Linked DNA regions of Mus musculus: region 2 is linked to region 1. A link is a contact called in public HiCAR-type data. All regions are on one chromosome and are shown on one strand. The core of a region is the stretch at or near the end of the contact, and the rest is flanking DNA. Distances in the headings are between cores, read along the strand shown. Region 1 overlaps Notch2 (notch 2). Region 2 overlaps Phgdh (3-phosphoglycerate dehydrogenase).

Region 1 (6,376 bases), core at 2,571-5,070:
GGAATAAAGACTATTATTAAAACAACAACAACAAAACCCATAAAACAAACACCCCCAGGTGGTCCCCCTAATAATATACACAAATGCTCCAGCAGAACTCATTTTCCTGTGTCCTGGGTGCCATGGCACCAGGAAGCAGTGACTGATGGCATGGCCATAGGGGCAATTATTAGCCCTATGACTGAGGAGAAAACTATCATCCTAGATTACCACAGATAAAAATGTTTCTGCTCTTGAGAGTCTGAGAAGTCACTGAGACCACACTGCAGGAAGCAGGTTCGGATGAGGTACAATCTTAATCTGAACACAAGGACAATGGGGAGCCGTCATCATCGGAAGGGGACTCTAGGGAAGGAAGAGAATGCAGCATCGACTAGCAAAGGCTGCCTCGTGAGCTCAGGAGACTGTCCCTTCTCCACATCTGGAACCCAAATACAGACTCCACGTCTTCACTGAGAACCTACTGTGTGTGCACCAGTCTCTCAGATCACACGCTGTGGAAAGAAACTGGCTTCTGATCGGAAAGCAAAGTGGTCCTAAGGAAGTTGGCAGTCACTGGGTCCCCTGTGCCCCAGGCAAGTTCTGTCCTAAATGGCAAGGGCAAATGGAGAGGCATTTTCTTCTGCGGGCATCTATGAGGAGCAGTGCAGCAGCCAAGAGTACCTTCATCTGCTGGATCAATGAGTCCTAAGATCAGGTGATAAATGTGCTTCACAGTGGCAGTCAATGGAGGGCCTGGAGGGGGGCGATTGCTTCTTGAGCAAGTTAGCTTATTTCTTGGACATTCCAACACTCACCCACTTTTCCTACTTTACAACAAAATGAGAGGAATATCACAGTACCTAAGCCTCCTAGAGTTCAATTTTATACTGACTAGGCCAACTGACAGAAGAACAATTCAGATCCTTCCCCCTGATGAGTGTATATGGGGCCCCACATGCAGGGGAGAGAAATTAAGGTGCAGGTTCAGAAGGAGGCTTCTAGTCCCCAAATATTTTGCTTCCTCTTTCCTTCTAGGAATAAGACATGAAGACTAGTGTGTGCATTTTCCATAGAAGCATACTTCAGAGGCCAGGGCTGAGACCCATGGCCAGAGTAAACCCTGTGAGGCACCTGTGAGGTGCCGGGAATGTGGGAACAGGAGGCTGAAGTCGGTTTCCAGGTCAGGAATGATTAAGAGCACAGACATCTCGCTTATGACACACTGACGGGGATCAACCACAGACGGGCGCAGAGAGGAAAGCACCGAGTGACGTCAAGGCCACTTCCAGGGCTGAGAAGACTGGACACGTCAGCCTGGACAGAGTCCCGGGGCACTCAGTCAGAAGCCCCGGGGCTTAAAATGTTACTCAGGCTGCGAGAATGTCTGGGCGATAAAAGGCATCCACGGTATTCTCCAAATTAAAAGAGAGCAAGGGGTCTCAAGGCTTGTCACTCATCTTGCATCTCCATGAACTTGCAGGATGGGTGAAGGTCAGTAGGAGCTGCGTCCTCCCCTAAAACTGCACAGAGAGCGAGGGAAGATGGAGAGAAGGCTTCTCACGCTTGCCTCAGGTTTGGAGCCTCTCTCTCCTGCCTCCGAAAGATGGTCACGGACGGGACGTCTCTTCATTTCTCTCCGGATAACCTTCACTCGCCCCTCAGCAGTATGTGTGATAGGCACTTCCATCTCTAAGGCTGAGGCAGACTCTTCATGCATACACCTGCATGTTGCTGTGTGGTGGCTCGGACATGTGTGTTCCGGGTCCCCGCTGACCGCCTCCACCACCTCCAGGAGTTGGGCTGGTGGTCACATCTGACCAGTCAGATGCAGAGTGTGGTGAAGAGCTTGACCATTGGTCAGGAGACTCTGGGGATGGTGTCAGGTATGGGTGCTCGCCCTGGAGGTGACCACCATGACTGGGGGTTCGCTCAGCAGCATTTGAGGAGGCGTAACTGTGTTGGGAAGGGGGTGTGGGGTACTTGCCCACAGAGGCTGGGAAAGGATGATAGGTTGGCACAATGGTCTGAGCTACCTGCCCCTCCTGCTGGGGCATCATGGTAGGTGGGAAAGCCACACTGGGCAAACGGGGCATCTCTGGGATCTGGTACATAGAGGGCAAGGGGCCTGCAACAGCTGGAGGGCAACTGGACTGCGTCTGGGGAGCTCCGGCTGCCTGGGCAATGCTGCCTTTTGGGATAAGCTGGAAAGTCACGATGGGAGGCAAGGGCTCCCGCTGGGTGGACATGTGCTTCCCTTCCGGAGGTCTGCTCTGGGGAGCTGCTATGCCAGGGTGGGCTCCCTCTGCAGGAGCCAGGACCATGCCAAACATTTCACTGTACTGGGTCTCGTTCATCTCCACACGGTTCATCCAGTCTGCTGGGACAGGAACTGGATGTAACCTGCCCAAGCTTCCTGCACTGCTACTACCTGGGGGCGCGATGTGGTGGTGGGATAGCAGCTGGCTGACCGAGGGGAGCACGGTGCTGGCTCCAGGAGCCAAAGGCTGCATGTCATGAAGGTTAGAGAAAGACAGCGCATGCTGTGTGTGCACTGGGGCAGCCGGGGCGGCAGCAGCCAGCAGGGGGGTGGGCGAGGCCTGTAAGATTCCAGGGGATGTGATCATGGGAGAGGATGTGGCATCGGAGACATACGTGTGAGGAGACTCGAGCGAATCGACGGGGGATAGAGTCACTGAGCTCTCGGACAGCTGGACCTTCTCGTTCAGACACTTCTTCCTCCTGCTGCCCTTGGCATCCTTGGCCTCCTTGGCAAGGTTAGGCAGGCTCGTGGGCATGGTGCTCTTGGTGTTGGGCCGCCTAGCCTTCTTACCCATTGGGGTGTGCTTCAGACTGAGGAAAGACCTGTTGGGCCCACAGAGGACAGGTGAGAGCGCAGAAGTCAAGACCGTTCCCGGAGGGCTGGGAGTCACGTTATACTCGTCCAGGAGGCGAACGATGTCATGGTGCATGCGGTCCCGAGCCACATCCCGGGGAAGGCGGTCCATGTGGTCAGTGATGTCCCGGTTGGCAAAATGGTCTAACAGGATTTTGGCCGCTTCATAACTTCCCTCTCGGGCAGCAAGAAACAAAGGTGTCTCTTCCTGAAGAAAGACCGTAGAATACATTTTAATACCCAGAGAACACAGGATTGTTTCTAACCTTTACTCTTTTATAACCTTTTTAGTGCTTTTCCTAAGTGCTTCCTCTATAAAATGCCACAGACAGACAGTATCATTTTCTACATATTGTGTATCTTTGACTTCCACAGCGATCTTCTCTATTCCAAAGAACCCAGTCTGCTCCCAGGACCACCAGCTTTTTAGACAGCCTCAGAGCCAAAGCCTCACTGAAAAGAGATGGGCTTGTCAACACGAAGTGCCAAGGGGAAACTGGGCTACCAATAAGAAAGAGGAGGGAAGCCAAAGTGTACAAAGAATTCAGAACATGAGATGGCAGGGGCGCGGGGTGGGGGTGGGGCTTGAGGAGAAGAAGGAAAACAGTAAGTGCAAGAGGAATAAAGGAGGGGTGAGGAAAGGAGGGGGGCACAACAGGAGGGGTAAGGAGAGGAGGGGAGCCACAACAAGAGCGGGGCCACGGGGCCACGACAGGCAGCTCAAACACAAGTGTACCTCGGTATCCAAGAACAGAGAAACAAACTACCGCACAGAGAGAAGGGAGGAACGTGAGAGAGGTCGGTAAGCACCTCCCAGAGCAGACAGACTGCTGAAGGAAAAAGGCAGGAAGGAGTGCGCCAAGTGATTCCCAGGGCAGTGCAGTGAGCACCGGACAACCAGGGGCTGCCTCCCAACAAGGCCTGCATCCTCCCTCCCTCAGGCTCTCTGGACCCAGCTCCCGCACAAGCTTCCCCATTTGTCCTCCTAAGTGAGAGAGACACTGCTGTGAGCATACTCAGGCTCTGAGCTAAGAGCTGTACCTTATTGTCCTGCATATCTCTGTTGGCCCCATTCTTCAACAGCAGAAGAGTCGCCTCCACATTATTGACAGCAGCTGCCCAGTGGAGGGCAGATTTTCCTGCAGGGGAAACATTTTGTAAGTAAGACACTAAGGAAAGTGCTGTGCTGTTGTTTTGTTTTTTTCAAGAAACCTTGAACTCCCCAGAGAGCAGCATGAGGTCAGGGGCCAAGAGAGCCCACAGGAAAGCACACTTGTATTTTCCTTTCCTTGTGTTCTCAGAATATTTTGGCACAGGCTGGGAGCCTCTAGCTAACAGGATCCCTGGTGTGGGACATCCATGCCCTCCACATGCCCAAGCTTCACAAACTGAAGATAGCAAACATGCTACTATACACCAAGTACATATTGAGGATATCTCATAACCCCCAGTGAATCCACTCCCACAGTAAGAGTGATTATGACTAGGAACCCACAGGCAAACTTTTCAAGAACATTCTTTGAGGTCCAAGAACCCTCTTACTGAAAAAAACTACAACTAAAGCCCCCTCTCATCTTAATGTGGGGCTCCTATCACCTCAGTCTCTGAGCCCCGCAGACTGAAGGATGTGCAAATGATGGGGAAGGACAAGGGACTGTCCAGTTTCAGATCTGAGAAAGTCCTCTCAGAAGGGTAGCAAGTCTCTTGTGTAGAGACGCTCTCTGCAGATGGAGCCACATCCTTGTCCCTACCATGGTCATCCACTGCATTGACATCTGCTTGGCAATTGATCAACTCTGCCACCATTCCTTCCACAGCCAGGCGGGCAGCCAGGATCAGGGGGGTAGTACCATCGTTCATTCTGGCATCCAGATCGGTTACACGGTTGCGGATCAGAATCTAGAAGAGAAGCAGAGAAGTGTCCCTTAGATAAGGAAAAAGAATGAAATAAGAGCACTCCAAATGAGGTGTCCCTGGGAGGCAGGCTATTCTATGCCCTAGGAGCTATAATGGCTAATCATTAGGCATTTGCTGAATAAGTGAATGAACCACTATATAGGGAAAGGTATGTACAGGTGTCACAACTTCAATCATGCATACAGCTAGAATGTTTCCAATTTCCTCTTCAGGTTAAAATACGAGTATCAAGGAACACACTGCCCACTCATGTCAGGGATGAGCCGTGGGCCCACAGACAGGCAGAGCTATCCAGAGAGTTAACAGTAATCCAAGGAGTTGGGTCATTTACTACTCCCATATGACCGCCATCTGCGAGGCATCACTGCACATCAAAATATTGCTGATTAGATTCAGAACCCTGTTGCTGACTGAATCATTCTCTGGCTACTCACAGTAGGTCAGCTGGCCTTCCCCCTTTTCTCTGGCTACTCACAGTAGGTCAGCTGGCCTTCCCCCCTTTTCTGTCCCGCATAACACTCATTCAGAAGTTCTGAATGAATTCAATGAGCGGGTAAGTGTGTTAGTTAAGCTGAACCACCACAGGCCTGTAATAGTTATTTTATTTTGTGCGTGTGCAGGCATGTCTGTGCAATGGTACACACACAGAGGTTTGGGAACAACCTTCAGGGATCAGTTCTCTCTTTTTACTATGTGGGTCCTAGGGGCTGAAGGTCCTAGGTCCTTGGGTTCTCGGGATTGGTGGCAAACACCTGTGGTGTTTTGAATGAGATGTCCCCAGTTAAGTCTTGGGCATTTGATTTAGACTGGTGGCCATTTGGGAAAGATGTATGGCCTTGTTGGAGGAGGTATGTCACAGGGACGTACTTTGAGGTTTGAAATAAAATGTGTGCCACTCCCAGTAGCTCTCCGCCTCCCATTTGTGGTTCAAGATGTGAGCTCTCAGCTGTTCCTGGCCCCCACAGCCCCCACACCTTCCCCCAGCCCGGTGTTCTCACTCTGCCATGATGGACTCTGATCTTCTGAAAGCATAGGCTCCACTAGACTTGCTCTATTATAAGTTGCCGTAAACATGGTGATTTACCACGATACACCTTACCCACTGAGCCACCTCATCTTTCAGATTCAAACCAACTCTTGGCTCTTTACCTGAAAGACACCTTGGGCGTCTGCTGCCACCGCAGCGTGAAGAGGACATCGGCCCATGTTGTCCTGGGCATTTGCATCCGCACCAGCATCCAGGAGGCGTTTGGCAGCATCAGCTCTCGAATAGCGGGCTGCAAGGTGCAGGGCCATCTCGCCAGTGCGGTCTGTCTGTGCTTGAAGGCTGGCACCTTGGTAGACCAAGTCTGTGATGATGTTGGCAGAAGAGTCCTCAGCATCTTCGTCTTCATCACTCAGGTCTGAGCTGCCTCCTCGGAGAGAAGCCAGCATCAGTGGAGTACACCCATCTGTAGGGAGGGAATATTGCAAACACATTCAAATTAACCCATTACAGGAACAGTTCTGCTGACCGCCATCATGCTGTGGGCTGTGGACTCTCCGTGCTTGTAGAACTATGACAGGTTTTACATGACAGCACCA
Region 2 (6,376 bases), core at 1,162-3,661, 170 kb before region 1:
TAATGGCACGTCTTGGTTTATCTTCTGATTAGAAGCTGTCCTTCTCTCCAGTCTGTCCTGGGCCTTACAGCTGCATCTACCAGCCTGTCTTCTGTTTCCTGTGGCACATTCCCCATGGGAGTGCCCTCCCTCACCAGTGCTCCTGTCTCAGGGCTTCCAAGACCCACTTGGTCCAGCCACACCGAAGTTGCTCCTGCACCTGCTGGGGGGTTTGGAGGTTGGTGAGAGGCAGCCTCTTCCCCTCTATGCTGGCTGTGCACCCTGCTGGTTCTGCAAGCCTCCTTCCCGTCAGGAGCGTAGCCCCAAGCCTCCTGTACTGTTCTGAGAATTACAGTAGGGAATTCAGTTAGGTTTCGTGTGGCACCAGTTACTGATGGTGCAGTTACTGATAATGATGCTATTGATATTAAGATGCCTCTGCCTTCTCTCACTTCTGACCAGACTGTAGGCTATGACCCCATCATCTCTCCTGAAGTCGCCGCCTCCTTTGGTGTTCAGCAGCTGCCGCTGGAGGAGATCTGGCCTCTCTGTGACTTTATAACTGTCCATACCCCACTCCTGCCCTCTACCACAGGTAGGCTCTCAGTGTGGGTTTTCTGCAGACATCATCAAGCAGGTGTAGGGAGGGAGCTGCCTGGGGCCTGCTGAGCATGATGATACTTTGTCACAAGTCCTTGCCTCAGATGGAGGAGGGGTGAGCTCTCTGGAAAAGCCAGGTGTCTAAATAGACTGAGGTAGTACAACTGGCATCCCGGGTAGAGGCTTCATGGGACCCTGCAGGGCATTTTGTTGGACCACCAAGCACCATTTCCTAAACTTCTTGACTCTAACCCACATCTAGTACAAGGTCTATTATCCCAGAGCATCTAGGAAGACAGAAGTGAGAACAAGGTAGCTATCCAGGAGAAAGAGGCCTTTGGGGAGATGTGAGTTATGGGACCTGTTAAGTGAGAGGGTCAAGAGCCATCATAATAGTCTCCTCTTTCTTCCAGGCTTGCTGAATGACAGCACCTTTGCTCAGTGCAAGAAAGGTGTGCGAGTAGTGAACTGTGCTCGAGGAGGCATTGTGGATGAAGGTGCCCTGCTGCGTGCCCTGCAGTCTGGTCAGTGTGCTGGGGCTGCACTGGATGTGTTTACAGAAGTAAGTGCTTGCAGCCTCTGTGTCGGGGTCAGAGGGTAAAGGTGAGGGGGGAGCACAAAGGCCTTGGGCAAGACAGTGCGCCATCTTGAAGCCCAAGAGCTCACTGTGTGCCAAGAACACACCTGCGGTTTTGAAGAGGCTGTGCTGCCTTCTGCAAAACTAAGGTCCTAAATAGAACCCATTCCTGGTTAAACTGTTAAACAGTACCCGTTCCTGGTCAGGCTGTTGCCGTATTGATGACTTGGAGAAGACAAGGGGAGTTTGTGTGCCACTCCCGATACTTAAGTCAGCCATATGGCCAAGAAGATGGCCTGCCTGGTACCCATTAGCTTTCCTCTTTTCCTCTTCCCTTCCCAGGGAGGCTCAGAAGCCCAGGAATGATGACAGTATTCTCCCAAAGTCCCCAGAGTGTACTCTTTCTTGTCCCAGCATGTTCAAAGGTTTAGCCTCAGCATACAGAGTGCTGAGTACGCACTTGCACCAGTCCTATTGGCCTCTCTCCTCAGAGATGTTATCTCAGCATCTGGGTTCCTTGGTGTGGCCCCAGAGGAAAGAGTGTGGACCTTGGCTTGAATGCGGGTTCTAGCTATGAGGCCGTGGCAAGTCACTGGCCCCCTCTGAAGCCCCACAGCACTGGGATGTTCCCAGCCAAAGGTGCACAGTGTTTTGGTTTGTGTTTCTGGGTCTCTCAACTCTGTCACAAGCTCCACTGTGTAGGACCGTCTTCTAATTATGCAGTAGCATCTTCTGCCATGAGTAACATTGCATTGTCTGCTGGGATCCGCATGGTTGCAATTCTCAAAGTTCAGTGGGAACAACAGCAGAGGGTGTATAGCCAGTTCATAACCAACTTAGAGATATCTCTCTGGGTAGGAGCCACCACGGGACCGGGCCTTAGTGGACCACGAGAATGTCATCAGCTGTCCCCACCTGGGTGCCAGCACCAAGGAAGCCCAGAGCCGCTGTGGGGAGGAAATCGCAGTCCAGTTTGTGGACATGGTGAAGGGGAAATCTCTAACAGGCGTTGTAAGTATTGCAACATGAGACTGGGGCCTGGAGTCTGGGAAGAGAAAAGGCACAGACGAAGCAGCTAGGGGTGGACAGGCTCAGCCCTGGGAACTGAAGAGTTGGAATCTGTACTTGTGTTGGCACTTGGGATAGATGGATGGAGCAGCCCTTCTGTAGTCTTGATAGCTAAGACCTTGGAGCTGGGAGTCTGTTTTTGAGCTGTTATATTGTAGCCTTGCTGCAGAGATTTGACCCTTCCCAGGCTCAGCCACCAGAAAAAAAAGGCTCCTTTGTTGTCCACATGCCTTGGGAGTGGGGTGGTGTTGCTAGGGTGACAGAGAGAGGCTCAGTGTGTGTGTGTGTGTGTGTGTGTGTGTAAGATGGAGGAGGTGGGTGTGCTAGGCATTCTTTACATCATGTCCTCAGTCAGAACTCACCCCGCTTTCTCTGTGAACCTTCCCTGTTAGTTGGCCCCTTGCTTAGTCTGGGGAATACCAGATGCCCCCACATTCTGGCCCTAATCCTTCCTGGGGGCTTGCTTCCTCTTTCAATGCTTTCTGAATCATTGGAGCTGTGCCTCAGGGTTTTTTTTTTTTTTTTTCTACTTATGATTGTGTTTGTTTGGTTGATTGGTTTTGGTTTGGTTTGGTGTTTTTGTGAGGCAGGGTCTCACTATGTAGCCCTGGCCTCAGACCCAGCTCTACCTCCTGAGTGCTGGAGTTAAAAGTGTGCCCTGTCACACTCACTGTCCACACCTTATACGACATAACAGGTCTATTAACTTGTTAAAGCTGAATTCTAAGTTCCCTGAAGACTGAAAGGCTGTCTAAGTTTCTCTGCAGCCTCTGTGAATGACCACCAAGCAAGTACTTAATACTCTGCAAAAATCGGTGGATCCAACTGGATGTGCGAGAGGACCCATGGCCTTTCTAACTGACTCACAGCCTGGAAATAGTCACTAGCTGGATTCCGCGCAGCCCTCCTTCCTCCATTTAGACAGCTCAGTTCTCTGTCTCAAGACAGTCAGGATGCCATTTGGTCTGTGGTGATTAGCCTCTTTGAGAGCCACTTGTGGTGTAAGAGCCTACAGAGCCTGTGGTGACCGTATGGCATTGACCTGTTTGTCCTCCGTCCTCTGCACACTGTATTGGCTCCCTGAGACCAGAGCACATTTTCCTGTTCATCTGGCCTCCCAGTGAGTTTTTGAGCAGGTGACCTTGATTGGGCTCCTGGCTGAGTTGTCCAACCAGAGAATGGAAGCCTAAATGAAACAGCCCCTCTCCTGCCTCAGCTGATGCCCTGCTAATGAACGTCCCACATTTTGGGCAATCTGACAGAGGACCTGCTCAGCTTTTTCAAAGGCAGGCTTCTGCCCCCTCCTTGCGATCCCTTTGAGGTAGCCACCTGCCCTGAGGTGGTGGTGAGATCCCATGACTTTCTGACAGGAACTTCTTCACACAAACTCCATGGAGTACAAAGACAGAGTGTTACCATCTTACATAAACTATGAAATCTCTCAGTCACCATAAACATTAGCAAGTTGAACGAACCACCCCAAGCTACTGATAGTCTTTGGAAAGAGATGTTTTTATTACAAGAGGACATCTCTCCCTAATTATGCCTGCATCTTCTCCAGTTCTCTGACCATAGCACAGACGAGCATTAGGACCAGTTTGGTTTCCAGAGGCGCCTGACTCTACCCTGGCATCTTCCTATTTATTTTCAAGTCTGACCACTGCACATCCTTTTATCTTTGTCATGGACCGACAGTCAGCGAGCACATCCCCAGGTTGGGCTCTGTGGGCCCCGCTCACTGGACAACAATGAGATGTGCTGCGGCTTCTGAGCTGAGCACATCTGCTCTGTCTGAGCCCTCTTCCTCCTCCTCGTCCTCTGACTTTCCTTCCTTCCTCTCCTGCAGTTTTTACAAGTAGCGCTAAAGTCGTGTCTAATGATAACTGAAAGCAAGAATAGAAGCATTGTTTTTTTTTCTCATCTCATAGCCACTTATTTGATTTTCTTCATCAAACCCGAGTTCTTGTACGTTTGCCAGTGGGGCGGGGGTTTGGCTTGTGTTTAGAGATGGGGTTTTACTCTGAATCTACAGCTGGCCCGGGACACAGAGAGAACCTCCTCCCTTGGCCTTCTTACTGCTAGAGATCATACGCAGGAGCCACCAAACCCAGATTTAAAGCCCAGGTTCCTAGTTAAACTCCTTCTTGGATGGATTCTTTCTAAGGAGCCGCAAAGAAATTGTTAACACCTGGCTGGAAGCCAGAGCATCTGTAACCACAAAAAGGAGTAGGAATTTTACCTCAGAACAAAGAAGCTCTGTTATTAGAGGTCCCTGGGAGTGGGTGGGGGGAGGTGTGTGCCTTGAGACTCTATACTTGGGATGTCCAGGGATGTTCTACTTGTCCCTAGATGCTCAATTTCCCAGCATGCCTCAGCATCTTGGCACTGGTGAATGTTTGAAGCATAATACAGTATAATCAGACCTGCCTGAATGTGTTTATAAGTCATGGCAACTGAGCATAGTGTTCAGCGACAAATGTGAGCAGTCACTTAAAATAATCAAAATAGATAATAAAATGAGCCCGATGTAGATGTGGTGGCTCACTCCTGTAATCCTAGCACTCAGGAGTTAGGTAAGGCTGGAGTTTCACCAGGCTAGACTATGAAGTGAGATCCTGTCTCAAAACGGAAACCGGCAAATTCGATCACCATCCCCGAGATGCACCATTCCGCCCCCCCACCATCAGTGACTTCCATGTTTTACTGTGCTGTCCCCTCTCTGTCACACAAGAAGCCAACCTCTCACAGAGAGAGCCAGTACCAATGCTGCTCAATGAAGGTAGCCAGGCTTCTTACCCCTGTTCTGGCCATGTAGCGTGGTTGAAACTTTCTGTGTCCTCTTAGGGCTATTTAGTACTTCTCACCTACAGGGACAAGTCCCTGTTCCCTGCTTGATGGTTGGTGGTCATCATCATCCACAACCTTAGTTGCCTATCCATGCCAAGCTGACCCTTGGCCACACAACACTGGTTCAGCTGTTCATTCGAGCAAGTGTGCCCTGATTTAATCCTCATCTCTCTGCAGGTGAACGCCCAGGCCCTCACCAGTGCCTTCTCTCCACACACCAAGCCTTGGATTGGTCTGGCAGAAGCAATGGGCACGCTGATGCACGCCTGGGCTGGCTCCCCTAAAGGGACCATCCAGGTGGTTACACAAGGTGAGCAGAGGTCTGGTCAGGTCCACAGCAGGAGCTAGGGGCACTGCCTAGGGACAGGGAAGTGGGGATGTGGACTTATCTCTGCTGGGTATGCCCAATGCTCATGGCAGATCTAGTGGCAGATTCAGGGGACTTGGATCCTGCTCTGGGTGTAACTCACCCACTATGGAGGTGGACAAAGGAAGTGTGTAAGTGGGATACAAATTCCCTGGGAAAACTTATTTAATTGTCACAGATAACAGTTATGCAATGTTTTTAGGATATGCATGTTTTCCATGCAAGAGAGACCAGGGAGTTTCTCTTTTCTTTCTTTTTTTAAAAAAAGATTTATTTATTTATTTATTTATTTATTTATTTATTTATTATATGTAAATACACTCCAGACGAGGGTGTCAGATCTTGCTAGGGATGGTTGTAAACCATCATGTGGTTGCTGGGATTTGAACTCAGGACCTCTGGAAGAGCAGTCAGTGCTCCTAACCACTGAACCCTGTCACCAGCCCAACCAGATAGTTTCATGTTAAAAGACATTGGGATCTGTAGAGAGATTTTAAATTATGCAACAAAATTGTTTGGGTCTGATTATGAACCTGTAGTTGCATGCAACTCTGCTTTCTTCTTGGTAGTGGGTCCACCATTCTGCAGATGGAGTCCGGTGGTCCCTTCTTCCTGTACAAGGCTGTCTTACCCTGTCACCTATTTGGCACCTGACTCTTGGGGAGAAAATGTGAAGTTGGGCAGGACAGTTAAATCCCAAACACTGGAATTACCAGGGACAGGCACAGCCAGGGGTACCATGTCCACTGGCCTGAGTACCCAGACCCTGAAGAAGCATGCCAGGGGGCTGAGGGCATGCAGTTACTTCAGTGTTTGCAAGGGTCTCGAGTTCCAGCCACTGGTGGCATCACAAGTTTTCAAGTATCTTCTGGGAAGACAGGCAGGCCATGGAGGCCTGCCATGAGTTGGACTGCATTTTGGAGGGGAGTGCCTCCAAT

What was found. HiCAR-type assays count read pairs that join an accessible place to other places.
Region 2: a contact with region 1 is called in a HiCAR-type map of astrocytes, with 2.0 times the contacts expected there. The contact joins two enhancer-like sites. A contact is called at or near these places in 3 of 484 Hi-C or Micro-C datasets (cortical neurons, double positive thymocytes and palatal mesenchyme), 1 of 115 datasets of contacts at active chromatin or transcription factors (astrocytes) and 3 of 9 other capture datasets (adipose tissue, embryonic stem cells and pancreatic islet).

The regions. Positions count from the first base shown.
Region 1 is chr3:98,142,760-98,149,135 of GRCm38.p6, reverse strand. It overlaps Notch2 (notch 2), which reads right to left. Exons shown (of 34, transcript NM_010928.2): 31 at 5,942-6,243; 32 at 4,627-4,774; 33 at 3,917-4,014; 34 at 1-3,083. The coding sequence ends at 1,692. Among named protein-coding and RNA genes, the nearest start is that of Adam30, 15 kb to the left of the region's middle. Within about 2 kb of position 3,820, at least 7 of the 459 cell types and tissues checked have an H3K27ac peak or open chromatin away from gene starts, as enhancers often do. A contact at or near this core is called in astrocytes, where this site is marked.
Region 2 is chr3:98,315,411-98,321,786 of GRCm38.p6, reverse strand. Phgdh (3-phosphoglycerate dehydrogenase) reads left to right here. Exons shown (of 12, transcript NM_016966.3): 6 at 442-574; 7 at 993-1,141; 8 at 2,015-2,167; 9 at 5,249-5,381. Among named protein-coding and RNA genes, the nearest start is that of Phgdh, 21 kb to the left of the region's middle. Within about 2 kb of position 2,411, at least 72 of the 459 cell types and tissues checked have an H3K27ac peak or open chromatin away from gene starts, as enhancers often do. A contact at or near this core is called in astrocytes, where this site is marked.